Regions from separate parts of the Rattus norvegicus genome. Here region 1 is linked to region 2. Evidence: chromatin contacts called from public Hi-C data. All regions are on one chromosome and are shown on one strand. The core of a region is the stretch at or near the end of the contact, and the rest is flanking DNA. Distances in the headings are between cores, read along the strand shown. Region 1 holds the start of Slc1a3 (solute carrier family 1 member 3). Region 2 overlaps Slc1a3 (solute carrier family 1 member 3).

Region 1 (7,061 bases), core at 2,213-4,712, 70 kb after region 2:
AAGAACATGCCAATTTTGCATTGACTCCCAGGAAAACGACCGTGTTGAAACTCTTTTTCCTGGAATGGATTCAAAGCTGGGAACCTACTGAAGAAAGCTATTATTTTCTCTGGCTTAATCAGGACATGTCAGGCCAGAGAAATGGCTCAGTGATTAAGAATATCACTGACTGCTCTTCCAGAGGTCCTGAGTTCAATTCCCAGCAACCACATGGTGGCTCATAACCATCTGTAATGAGATCTGAAGCTCTCTTCTGGTGTGTCTGAAGACAGTGACAGTGCACTAAATAAATAAAGAATCCTTAAAGAAAATCAGGACATGTCACCTTTGAGTTTTTCTGTAACGAATGGCCAACTCATTAATCGACAACTACAAGAGCCAATGGTGTTAAAATGGAATAAATCTAAAGTCTATGACACATTTTTCTCTCCTGCTGTATTTCTCCTTGTCATTCATAAAGTCAAGCTTCTTGACAAAGTTATATCCATATGTTACACAAGTTTCTTGATTTTTTTTTAATGAAGCCATTAATTCTTTGAACTTTATGGATATCTTGGAGTGAGAAAAATTTTACATGAATGCCTTTTGGTGTCAAGTTGGTAGAAATTTATTTTAGAACTTATTAGTTTATATGTTTCCAGCCTAAGGTTGTCTACACTGGTTGGATCAAAAAATCCCAGAGACTTAGTTTTCGTCAACAGTATTTTAAGGTAAGATCTGTGTTGTCCGTTAAGCAATAAACTAAGACTTCAAATAGTTGTAAACCGAGCAAGCGAAGGTTATATTAATATAGAATGCTGTCGACCATGCTAAATTAGTAAGGGACTGAAATATTTTGGAAATGACGTAGCTAGCTGTGGCAGGCTTCATGAGGCAATGAATGAAAGAGACCTGTGTTTGCAATCTCCCAGTTTACCTTCCCCAGTCACTGCATGGGAGCGTCCAAACACAGGACAGATTTGACTTCCATTTTTAAGCAACGATACTCAGCTTCCAGCCACACTAAGGATTCAATTATTATTAGAGGCCCACGATTCAACTTGGGCCTCTTGTATAAATCAGTTTTACGTAGCAAGGGCATTGTACAATGATAACATTTGGCCAAGTCTAGCCTACCTAGTGATTCAATTATCACTCTCTTATCGTCACTCGGCATGGGAGAGCATTCATCTCATTTCTCTTCTGCACATACTCAATGGATGCCCATGATGCTCACCAACAATTCTTTCTGATTGTTGTGTATTTACCATATATGGCTCCCAAGAAATGTTTGGGGCTTTTTGTTTGTTTGTTTTTGTTTTTCTGGAGAGGGAAAAAACAAAACAAACAAACAAAACAAAGAGAAAACCCAACTCTTCAAATGCAGAGGAGTTTGAATAGCTACAATCAGTCTATCTGATAACTGCTCCTGGGCATTCAAACATCGTGCAGAAACAGGACACCGGCTTTTGTCGTTTTGGTTTTGGTCAAATGACTCACCCACAATGACAGCGCTGACGGTGAGTAGCACAAAGGCATTCCGAAACAGGTAGCTCTTCACATCCTCCTTGGTGATGTTCTGAACTTTCTTCTTGGCCAGGAGCGTCCGCTTGCGCACCCCTTGCTGGAATCTTTCCATCCTGCTTCCCATCCTGGGCTCTTCTCCGTTGCTTTTTGTCATATTTTATCTTTCCAGGAATTTACCACAGCCTTGCACTTCAGTGTCTTGAACTTGTCCCCAGAAAGCGAAATCTCCTCTTTGGTGTTAGAGAGGACAACTAGAGTGGAGTAGAAAGGGACAAAGTTACAGCCTCCTGCTCTGAGCAGTCAGCACTGGTTCCCAGGAGGGCAGGCGGTGAGTTAACGGCACGGAGAATTAAAAGACCGAAAGAGCTACGATATCAGGCTAGATTGTATTTTACTGGACTGGGTGTACGAAATAAACATACAATTAGAATAGATAAGTGAAAGGTTGTGTTCCATTTCCAGTTTGCTCTTTCCCCTCAATGAGTAAGGGGTTCTTCAGAGTTGGATGAGGCCAAGCACCCTCATTCCCACTCTGTCCCCAGAGCCTAGCCAAGTGCCTTGCACAACCCACACACTCATTAAGTACCCGGTTGAACTAAACAGACAGAAAATTCCACTTGAGAACTCATGTCTTGTATGTGATTGAAGACATAACTACGTCCAAAAAAAAAAACAAACAAACAAAAAAAACCCAGAGATAGTAGAGACATATAGCAATTGGCATATATAGTGTGTCTCTTTGGTTTTATTTATTTATTTCACTAAGAAAGAAACATGAGCAGATTAACTTGTAAATAAATACGGCCATAAAATAAAATGCAAGTGCCCAGGTGACAGGAGAAATGCATTTGAGGCTTTTACAGAAACCTTTTCCGTGAAGTTAGCACATGGCCCTGGGCACATCTATAAATTATCTAATATCACAATCCATTTTCATATCATTAGAAGTAGGAGCATAAAGCAACATCTGTGTTCACGGCAAACCCACGAGGCATGTGAGTCTTCTGAGGAAACCCTCACTGCTGTCTCCGTATTTTGAAATTTAGGATTTTTGGAACAGATGAGGAGAGAAACCAGCTTTCATTCCAAACATTACAGCGTGTGGTTTCTGGTTTCTCTAAAGTGCTCTTAGGTTATTCAAATACAAACGCCTAAACCATTTTTCTTGCTGGAAGTCATGGGCTTCCTCCTGCCGCTGTGCATGAATCCTAACCCCTAGTCTTTGGCGATGATCAGCCGCGCCTGTGGACGTGTGTATCTGGCAGAGTCGGAGCCAGCGTGTGCGTCTGTGGGGGAGGTAGCTCGCAGGCTTTCGGTAAATCCAAGGGTGCAAAAAAAAAAAAAAAGACTTAATAGTTTTGACTTTTAAATAAAATTGCAGCTGAGGTCATTGATAGTAAGATTTGCGATGCAGTTAGTACCTTACACTAGATTAAAAGCTTAAAGAGGGGGGTAAGAGAGGAGAGTCCAGATTTTTTTTCCACTAATAGTTCTGATGTCCTTAACCCGTCAGTTCCCCTTAAAGTACACCAGTTCAGTCTTGTTTTACTCTAGATCTCTAACCTCCGTCTACCCCCCCCCCCAAAAAAAAAAAAAAACTCCCCACCGTCCAACCTTGACCGACTGAATTTGAAACCCAGAGAGGACTGGGCTTGCATAGTTAGCACACGCTGGCTGCTCTCAGTCCTAACAGGACCTTACCTACCAATATGGCTAGCTTTACTCCGTCGCTCAGCAAACAGAAAAGTGGGACGCGAAACTGAGCCCCGCGGGCTACAGGAGGCTGCGCTTACCTTTTCTGATTCTGTGACTGGTGGAAGACACCCCAGGCTACGTCGAAGTGAATTTCCCCAGCAGGTAGCTCGGAGTAACAGCTCAGCGAGCGGCGAGCGGAGGGGCAGGCTGGCCCTGACAACATGCATGTGCTCCGAAACCGCCACTTACTATCAGGCAACTTAAGAAAAGAGGCGGAGCCTGTGCTGGGGAAAGGGGGAGTGGGAAAATGAAAACAGCAGGAGGAGGAGGGGGGAGCCGGAGCTCCCCGGAATATTGATTACTTGGCACAACAGAAGCATGCTCTATGGCTTTGTTTTGCTCCTTAGACCACGTTCACGTTTTCGTAGTTCACTTTTATTAGAAGTGCAAAACCAGGACCTGGAAGAATCGAAAACTAAAGTGCGCACACACATGGACGCTGGAAGTCGGGATTTAAAAGTTTGGAAGAATCCTGCAAGCCACGTTTAATTACCTCACTTTATTTCAGGTTTCCTCCCCTTCAGGGGACGTCAGAGGGTGTTCTTTTGCCTGCTCATACAACTGTTGCAGCACCCCACCCCTTTAGCACTGGGGACGTAACTGAAATTTCTTGCAAGGATCCTGAATACAATTAAGTGTAGAGAGGAAAATGCTTACTGCCACCCTCTCAACTTGTATAAAGTTACTCAAAACACAAGGTGAGACATGCCCCTGTTTTACAGTTTAAAACTCCAAAATAAGAAATCTGATTGGATGGACTCTCTGGCTGCCTGCTGTGTGGACAGAAAAAAGGTAAGAAACACAAAAAGAACAGGATCCCTGCCAAACTGTAAAGTAAACTGTGTTTTAAGACCAAGAGTGCAAATGCACACTCATGATTTCCAAAGGTAAGTCGCTATTCCATTGCTATTCCATTCCGTTTAAAGGATGCTGAATGCCCCCATCCCGGTTTTCAGGAGTTAGAAAAGTTCTCTCTCTCTCTCTCTCTCTCTCTCTCTCTCTCTCTCTCTCTCTCTCTCTCTCCTTTTCTGTTCCGTGTGTGTGTGTGTGTGTGTGTGTGTGTGTGTGTGTGTGTGTGTGTGTTTGTTTGTTTTTGGGTTTTTCAAGACAGGATTTCTCTGCGTAGCCCTGGTTGTCCTGGAACTCACTCTGCAGACCAGGGTGGCCTTGAACTCAAAGATCCAGCTGCCCCTGCCTCCCAAGTGCTAGGATTAAAGGAGACTTTGCCATTTTTCTTAAAAGAAAAATGGACTGCACAAATAGACAACTTATAAATTAAAAATGAATTGTTGGGCTGGAGAGATGGCTCAGTGGTTAAAAGCTCTGACTGCTCTTCCAGAGGTCCTGAGTTCAAATCCCAGCAACCACATGGTGGCTCACAACCATCTGTAATGAGATCTGATGCCCTCTTCTGATGTGCCTGAACAGTTACAGTGTACTTATATATAATAAATAAATACATCTTTTAAAAAAATGAATTAAGAGTGACTTACCCCTCCCTCCTCAAATTTAAAAACTTGCTGAAGTGAAAGAAAATGACTCATCTGAAACATGAAAACACACCCAAGATCACAGCCCTCATTCTATTTGCTGGTTCACTAAAATCCCCACGCAAAGTCTGCTCAGTTTTTCTGTCTGTCATCCAACACCAAAATATGTATTTTGTTCCTCATTAGCAAATCCAGGGAGCAATGTAAAAAAAAGTTTCCTGCCAGCCTTAATCCTTCATGGATGCGCTTTGGAACAGTTACTGGTTGGAAAGCAGTGCTGAGTGTGTAAGAGTGCTCGACCTGTCAAATTAGCAGCAATTGTAAAAGCTTCCTAACATTACACTGCTCGAATAATTTAATGACAATCTTCGGTCTCTTGTCAGCCTCAGCTCTCAGTGATCTTTTCTTTCCTCTGGTCCCTCAGATCCCTTACCATCTGCACGCCATTGCTTAACACTTAGTTAGATGCTGCCTTGGTCTGTGCCCTTCCTACTGAGATGTGTCCAGTCTGGGCTTCTCAGCTGAACGATGATAAGTTCTTTGAGGGCAAGCGTTTGCCTTGTGCCTGATAAACAGCGAGCGTTAAGCAACTCTTGAGATTGGCTGATAGAATCTAAGAGGCCGCATCCCTTATTTACCAAGCCCTTTGTTTCCTGCTGCTACCTTCCATGTGCATAGACTGTCATCTCAACCTGAGTCCTTCCTTTGTCACTGATAGGCTCCATTTGCTTTTTCTGTGTATGATTTGCATTTTAGGGGAACTCGAAAGGCAAACAGGACAATTTTAAGTGGCGTCTTCGTGTAACATTTAAATCAATAACACTTCTGCTTCACCTTGCCCACCTTCCAAACAAGCAAGCAAACAAACAAACAAAACACCCAAAAAAGCATTCTGGTTAGCACAGAGGAGAGCCTGTCTTGTTTTTTCTCTCCTCCCCCCACCTCTGCTCCTTACTAAATCCCTAAAGCTTGGCTAAAACTATTTTACTATTTCAATTTGTGCAAAAAGCATAGGAGTCTGGCGTTCATAGAGAAAGGAAGTAATTCTCCCTTGGAAATGTTGTTGGTTGTAATAAAACCTAATGAGAAAATGAGATGCAACGAGTCTCAGTTCAGAGTTCATATGAACTGCGAGGTCTGGGTCTGGGCCAAATATTGGGAATTACTTCTTCTGCATGTACTTAAAATGAAAACAAAACAAAACAAAACAAAAAAAGCAATATGGCAGAAACATCCTGGGGGCAACCTGATTTGTTTTGGGTACTTCTCCCACGGACTCCTCTATTCTCTAAGCAGAACCGTTGAACTTGGAAATGATTTCCCTCCCCCCTTCATAGAAGTACCAAATAAATGAAAGATCAAAACCATTGTGAACCGAATGTTGTGTTATATTTCTAGTACTTAGATACTGGAAACATCGGCACCACAGTTGCAGACGAACGCAAACAGCCCCCCACACAAACACACATGTGTGGCAAATAAAGTGGTCAACTCTTTTATTTTGAGCATGAAAAGACAACCTGTGGTTTAGGTAAACTCTTTCTCCTGGGAAAAGAGGACAGGGAAAAAAGCAATCCATCCATAAATGAGCCCCACCCCTGTCACCTGTAGGGCAGCAGGAGTGAACACGGACTTAAGTGTTAACACATCTACATGACTGTCGGATTGTAGAACCCACAATCTAACTCTAGGGAAACGGGAAGGACCTGGCTTACCCCCAGTGCGTAACTAGACCAGACAGAGAGAGCAGGAGAAGATGTGTGGTAGATGGTCTCTTGTTTTGCTGTACACATACATACCCCAGAAATATCTGTAGTGAACCTCGGGGGGTTGTGTTTTTAACTGACTGGATTTTATTCTAAAAAAATCATACGAGGACTGAAGAAAAATGCAACTGTGTTAAGTGTGGAGGTTAATAGGTTTAGAGTGTGTGTTGATTTATGTGTTCGGTCAACCAACATGTAGTAATCACTGTGATTCAAATGTTGGTTTCTTTCATAGCCACACATCCATAAACATTATGCAACAGACCAGAGAGTGTTATGGGAGTTCTGTGGGGAGCCCTATTAGCCAGTTCGATAATGAGATTGAGAGCAAGATGAGGGAGGGAGCTGTGTGGATTCCTGCTGGATGGGCAGTCATGGGGCCCCCACTGGCAGATGTAAGGTTGGGCACCATGGGTAGGATGGGGATTCCTTCTGGAGAAGAGGCAAGAATGTCCCAAAGCATCACACTGAAGACTGTGAACTGTGCCAGGTGTCATGGCTCCTGCATGTAGTCCTGGGACCAGGGACACTGAGGCAGGACCAT
Region 2 (6,464 bases), core at 1,050-3,549:
GAACCAATTTCATACTTGAACACCTAACACCTACAACTAATTACAAGTAGGTGATTAGTTTCCAGTTATTTAGTCTGGCTATACACAGAAGGTGAACAGTGAGGACTGACCTGTCCGTCTGTCTGTCTGTCTCCCCCCGCCACAGGGGAGTGTGTGTGTGCACGCATTCACATGCGTGGAAGCCAGCAGTGTGGTCTTTAGTTTTTGAAATAAGATGTCTCACTAAACTTGGTTAGTGATTTAGCAAGATTGGCTTGCTAGCCATTCCCAAAGGTCCTCTTGTTGGGACTCCAGGCCTCATACGCACAGCAAGCACTCCTACCAACCAAGTCATTTCCCCAGTCCTCTTTCCTGGGCTTATTTAGCCTCTTCTCTTTCTCTCATTCACTTTCCATTGAATAATGGTTCTCCAAGTACGGTACAGAGTCTCCTTGGAGAAGTGTCCTGGGAGAGAAACCATGGTTATCCTAATACTATGGTCTTGCTTGTTTCCTTTACTCTTATTTTCTCAGGAAATCCTGGTATTGCATAGACTCCATGACATTACATCATAGCATACTGGATGCAGGGGGAGCTGGGGTAGTAGCTCTCTGATGTTAACCAAGACGTTTTGGAGGCTCACAAAATGTAATCCAAAGGCATTCTTTTACTAACCTTTTTGTTTAGAAGTGATTATTCTTCAAAAAATTGTTATTTATGTCATATATAATGAATCATTATCCTAACTTTTTAAAAAAAAAAGAAAAAGAAAATGTTAGGCATTGTGAAACACCCCTTTAGTCCCAGCACTTTGGAGGCAGAGGCAGGCAGATCTCTGTGAATTAGAGGCTAGCATGGTCTACAGAGTGAGTTCAAGGACAGCCAAGACTATGCCAGGACTACACACAGAGACACTAAGAAGCCAACAAGAAAAAAAGTTTTTATATGTTGCCCATTTCAATCAATTTTAGGTATAAAGATAAACTATCTTGAGAGTAGAAGCTTGTATTCTGCCAAAGTACTTTTTGGTTTTTTGTTTGTTTGTTTGTTTGTTTGTTTGTTTTTTTGTTTGTTTTTTTTTGTTGAGTCAAGTTTTCATTTGGCTCAGGCTGCCTTTGAACTCATTATGTGGTGGAAGAGGATAGCCTTGAACTCTATTTCTCAGGAGCTGAGATTGCAGGATTGAACAGTCTTCCCTCCTCCCTCTCAGTTTATGTGGTGCTGGGGAAGGAACCAGAGCCTCATGAACTTAGGCAAACACTCTAGCAACTGAACTACATCCCCAGCCCCAAAGCGTTTGTGCCAGTTGATGCCTCGGAGGAGTCAGACCACAGGCTAAGTTCTTACCTGTCACTGAATTTAATCCCCTGAGTGTCAGCAGGGGCAGAGAACAAGGGCATTTCCACTTTTAGGGAGGTGGAAACTGGGGTGGTTAGGTAGGTGACTACTGTCACAGGCTCAGAGCTGATCCTAGTGACCTGGATAGGCTCTGTCCCCTAGCCTTGGTGCACACCATTGCACTCTTCCCAGCTCTAGTGACATCTTCATAGGTGGACTCCGGCATCCAATGCTTTCCCCGAGGTCCTCTCCTAGAGCATCCCTTAAACTATTTTTTTCCCCAGTAGAAGGGATTTATGAGAGACAAGGGACAGACAATGTCCCTGGAAGGGTGAGGAAAGGCGGCTTGAAGACAGGCCCTACGTGGTGGGGTCTGAGGAGGTAGAGGGTTCATTTCTTGGGATTTTCCTCGGGGCCCCAAATCAATTTCACTTGATAATAAGAGCTCGCTTCCCACTGTCTGCACAGCCATCCCTCACCTCATGAGTCTCAGACATAGACATCTGCCTTGCATTATCTCACTGTAATGGGAAGCAAGGGAGGAAGGGCCTGAGCTGGCACGTGGGGTCTGCGGCTCCAGCCGCTGAGGGGATGTGTTGCGCAACCCGGAGAGAGCCTGGCTGACTTATGTCAGCTTTGCAGACAGTGAGTGGCTTTATGGAGGAGGAGGGAGAGCAGCCAGATGTGCCCCACCCGCTGGCTGAGAGAGGAGGGAGTTAGGCTGGGACTGTAGGTGAGGACTGGGGTCCGGTGGTGAGGATGATTCCGTTATAAGCCAGTGTGTCTTCCCCTCGGTTCTTCTCCAAGCCCACGAGGCTGTTATCATTCTAGAACTGTGGGGGTGCCAGAGGGGGATGGGTCTGCGGGTGGGATCTGTGTGTCAGCACACAGTCCCCCAAATACTCACAGAAACCAGTCCACTGCAATGATGAGTGTGATGTCATCCGTGGGCAGGCCCACAGATGTCAGCACGATGACCATGGTGACTAGACCGGCCTGAGGAATGCCAGCTGCCCCAATGCTTGCGGCTGTGGCTGTGATACTGTTGACAGAAGGACAAAATGGAAAAGTTTACAGATGTCTCCTAGTGGAGAGTACCTTGTAAGACTCGTGTTCCCCTGCTTGAGTGGAGGACCTGCCTCAGAAGAATGGAAATATATGTATACGTATATGTACATGTATATGTATACACACACATACACATACAAACACATATATACATATATACATGTGTATATATATACATATATATATGTATATATATATATATACACACACACATACACACAGACAAACAATTCTGGCTGGAGAGATGGCTCAGAGGTTAAGAGCACTGGCTGCTTGTCCAGACATCCTGAGTTCAATTCTCAGCAACCACATGGTGGCTCACAACCATCTGTAATGAGATCTGATGTCCTCTTCTGGTGTGTCTGAAGACAGCTACAGTATAGTCATATACATAAAAGAAATAAATCTTTAAAAAAAAAACCCAAAAAGCCAAACAATTCACTTAGTTACCTGTCAGACTAATCAAATTTGAGCATGCATATTTTATTATGTATCAGCTAATATACATGCTTTGCCTTGCTTGATTGTCACAATGGTGTTGTGGCCCACAGTGAAGTGGGCTTTATTTTGTGACCATTTTTTAAGTGAAGAAACTGGGGGCTACATTCTTTTCTAGGTCCTCAAAATCAGTTTGTAAGGTGTAATGAGCGCCAGAAGGGGGTGGGGGACTCTGTGGTAGAGCATTTGCCTAACACTCGTGAGGCCCTAGATTCACCGCAGCACCTCAATGGAGGTGACCTTGAGGTTTAAAGGGCCGTAGAGTTATAGTGACAACTTATTTCTAATAATCACCTTATTCAAGAGTCTGAATTTCTATGATTGATGTGGCCACAAAATTAAGTTTATCAATTCAAATGCAAATGATTTATGAGCAAAACCCTGTAGTGTTATAATTGTGTGTGTGTGTGTGTGTGTGTGTGTGTGTGTGTGTGTGTGTGGCCAGTATGGACCCAGTCTGAAGGTAGACGGGTACTCTGGAAGTACTTCCGGGATTCTATTACTGTGGGTGCATAGAGGAATATTCTTATTCTTAGGAGATGCTGAATGGTGTAAGTGAAATATGACAGGAATATGAAGGGAAGAAGAAATGGAAAGAGGGAGGGGAAGGGGGAAGGGAGAGACAGAGGAAGACTGAAGGAGGGAGTGAGAGAGGGAGAGCACAAAAATGGCCGAATATAGGGTTGGGGATTTAGCTCAGTGGTAGAGTGCTTGCCTAGCAAGTGCAAGGCCCTGGGTTCGGTCCCCAGCTCCGAAAAAAAAAAGAAAAAAATGGCCGAATACTAATTTCTAGATCTCAGTAGAGGATATTGTAATATTGTTTTAATATTTCTATGGATAAGGTAACTTCCCTGATAAAGAGCTACAAAAACCAAAAGCCTTACTTCTAATATTGTTACTATTAGCCAAACCAAGCCCATAGCAACTGAGGGCACAGATGGTCTGAACAGGAGTGAGTCCTAAAGTCTCCTGTTGGTTGCCTTGGTCTTTCTGGATGATTCCCCATAAACTGAGTTCTCAGCCTTGCTTGTATGATCTGTTATCTACCTTATATTGTCTGAAAATTAACCCAAGAGAGTAAGTTTATCTAGTTTTCAAGTGTACTTTCACTTTTCAATATTTCCTATAAACATAGTTGAATATTTTCAAAACTGCGGTTTAACTTAATGTTGTTAAAATGGAATTATCTGCACCATATATTTTGTGTATATATATATATATATATATATCTTTTAAATGGGCTAGATATATTTGTAAGTTCTGATTTGATAAACAAACTAATCAAAGAGCATGCGGTGTGTGTGGTATGGTTAATTACTAATTAGTGCATACATACTCTTTCATTGGCAAAGGTCTTTGGGAATCAAAGACTCAGAGTGATATGATAACAGATAATAAATCATACTTTCCAAGTCTTTCACTTCTGTATTATTTGAATGAATATTCACACCCCAAGTTAAAAAGCTGAGAAATACAACTGTTCCCTCCAACTCCAACCTCCTATTTATGTGGGATCCCTTCCTAATCAACGTCTTCACCACAATCTCGATCTCATCTGTTAAAAACCATTCTGAAGGAAATGATGAATAGAAATCTCCCCCTTGTACCTTATTGTTATAATCTGTCCAAAATTCAGGTCAAAGTTGTTAACTTGAGCGATGAAAATGGCGGCCAAAGCCTCGTAGAGGGCGGTCCCATCCATGTTAATGGTGGCCCCCACGGGAAGCACAAATCTGGTGATGCGTTTGTCCACACCATTGTTTTCTTCCAGGCACTTGAAAGTGATGGGCAGGGTGGCAGAACTGAGGGCAACAAAGCAGGGCATGTCAGCTGAGCTGTCCCCAGGAGTTCTGTGTTTTGTCTTGGCTCTTGGGCACAGACAGTTCCTTCCCCTCTCATGTCTTGACTAGGTCAGCATTGTCTAAAGTGCTAGGAGGTTAGGAGTAGTGTGGTGCCCTCCCAGGGGAACTTGGGCACTCGTCTGTGCGCCTGATTCCTCCCAGGCACTACTTGGGGTGATTCCCACACATAGATGCCTGCCCCACATAATTTTCTGCTTTTATCTCAGGCAGATGTCAATGGAAGACAGAAAGCCTGTGGATCGGAAAGGGCTTTTCCCTTTCCCTTTGCCCCTTAAAGGGATTTCCAATAGCCGTTTCCGGGTCCCAAGGAGGTATGATCAGTATCAGAGGTGCAAAAGCCAATACAATATTCCTGAAATTTAGAACCCAGAACAAAAGGCCTCTAATTACCCCCAACCCTAGGCTCAGATACAAGATGAAGGTTTGGACACACTCTCTTAGAGGAATAAAGCCTCGTGTATACACACATACCTTGAGGAGGTCCCCAGGGCTGTGATGAGTGCTTGCAGCAACCCTCCAATGAAAACCCAGGGGTTCTTCCGGGTTACCAGGAAGTAGAGGAGAGGCAGGACGATGACGGCATGAATGAGGAGGCCGACGATGACTGTCACTGTATACATGGCAAGCTGCCCCCCAATCACACCCATATCTTCCATCTCAACAATCTTCCCTGCGATCAAGAAGAGGATGCCCAGAGGTGCATACCTACGGCAAAGCAACACATGCTCAATTACAACTTTGGTTCCCCAGATAGCTCTAAATCAGGCCTTCTTTTCACTCTGAATTGCTTTAGGACACCCCCACCCTATCTCCGCTGGCCTTAGACCTTAGGAAGGAGAAGAATTTTGGTCCTCATCTCCATTTTCTTAGACACAGATCCCTGTTTGGGTCTTCAGATACCTGCAATTCCCATGACCTCTTGACTCCTGCTACTATACCAATATCACACTTTTCAGAACATTTTCCACATCACAGACTGCTTCCCAAGCCAAAGCAGGCAACATGCTATGGCACGACACACCACGTGATGCCAGTGTGTTAGATGTACAGTGGTTCCCAACCTGTGGGTCGAGATCCCTGTAGGTGTGGAATGGCCCGTTCACAGGGGCCACCTAAGTCTATCAGAAAGCACAGATATTACATTACGATGCATAACAGTAGCAACAAAAAATAATTTTACGGTTGGTGGTCACCTCAACCTGAGGAACTGAGTTAAAGGGTTGAGGTGTTAGGAAGGTTGAGGACCACTGCTGTAGGGTCACTTTTATCCCTTTTTTCCATAGCTATGTTCCTCCTAAAATATTACCCATTAATTTTCTTCAAGTAACCTTTTATACTTAAGCAAATTTCCTTTCACAGGAAATTTTATGTTACTATGTAAACTAAATACTAGTACCGATTGCCATAAATAGAAGACCATAAAAATAAACCCGGAGCTATTAAAATTAATAAAGTGTGTGGATGTACGACTACAGTCAGGTTAGAGGCATTTGAATTCAGTAATTATCCACAGTCTGTTTACTCACAGTCCCTGCAAGAATGGGCAACTGACCCCGAGATGACTCATACTGAACTAACCCTACTTGCCCAAAGGCAGACTTTCAACTCCCTTTGTGTGCTGTATGCACTAAGCTACAATAAAACACACTGCCAAGGACAGAAGCGAATCACCCTTGAGGGGAAGGTCTGTTGGGTGGGAAGTGTGTGTGTGTGGGGGAC

What was found. A called contact is a pair of places that touch in the nucleus more often than the background predicts.
Region 1: a Hi-C map of the A7r5 cell line shows a contact between it and region 2, with 4 times the contacts expected there. The contact joins the promoter of Slc1a3 here to the enhancer-like site in region 2. A contact is called at or near these places in 4 of 12 Hi-C or Micro-C datasets (the A7r5 cell line, Schwann cells, frontal cortex and 1 more) and 1 of 1 datasets of contacts at active chromatin or transcription factors (oligodendrocytes).

The regions. Positions count from the first base shown.
Region 1 is chr2:59,554,325-59,561,385 of GRCr8, forward strand. Slc1a3 (solute carrier family 1 member 3) reads right to left here and starts at 3,463. Exons shown (of 10, transcript NM_019225.2): 1 at 3,300-3,463; 2 at 1,480-1,757. The coding sequence starts at 1,660.
Region 2 is chr2:59,485,067-59,491,530 of GRCr8, forward strand. Slc1a3 (solute carrier family 1 member 3) reads right to left here. Exons shown (of 10, transcript NM_019225.2): 7 at 5,217-5,450; 8 at 4,491-4,685; 9 at 2,225-2,359. Among named protein-coding and RNA genes, the nearest start is that of Slc1a3, 69 kb to the right of the region's middle. Within about 2 kb of position 2,300, at least 19 of the 93 cell types and tissues checked have an H3K27ac peak or open chromatin away from gene starts, as enhancers often do. A contact at or near this core is called in the A7r5 cell line and Schwann cells, where this site is marked.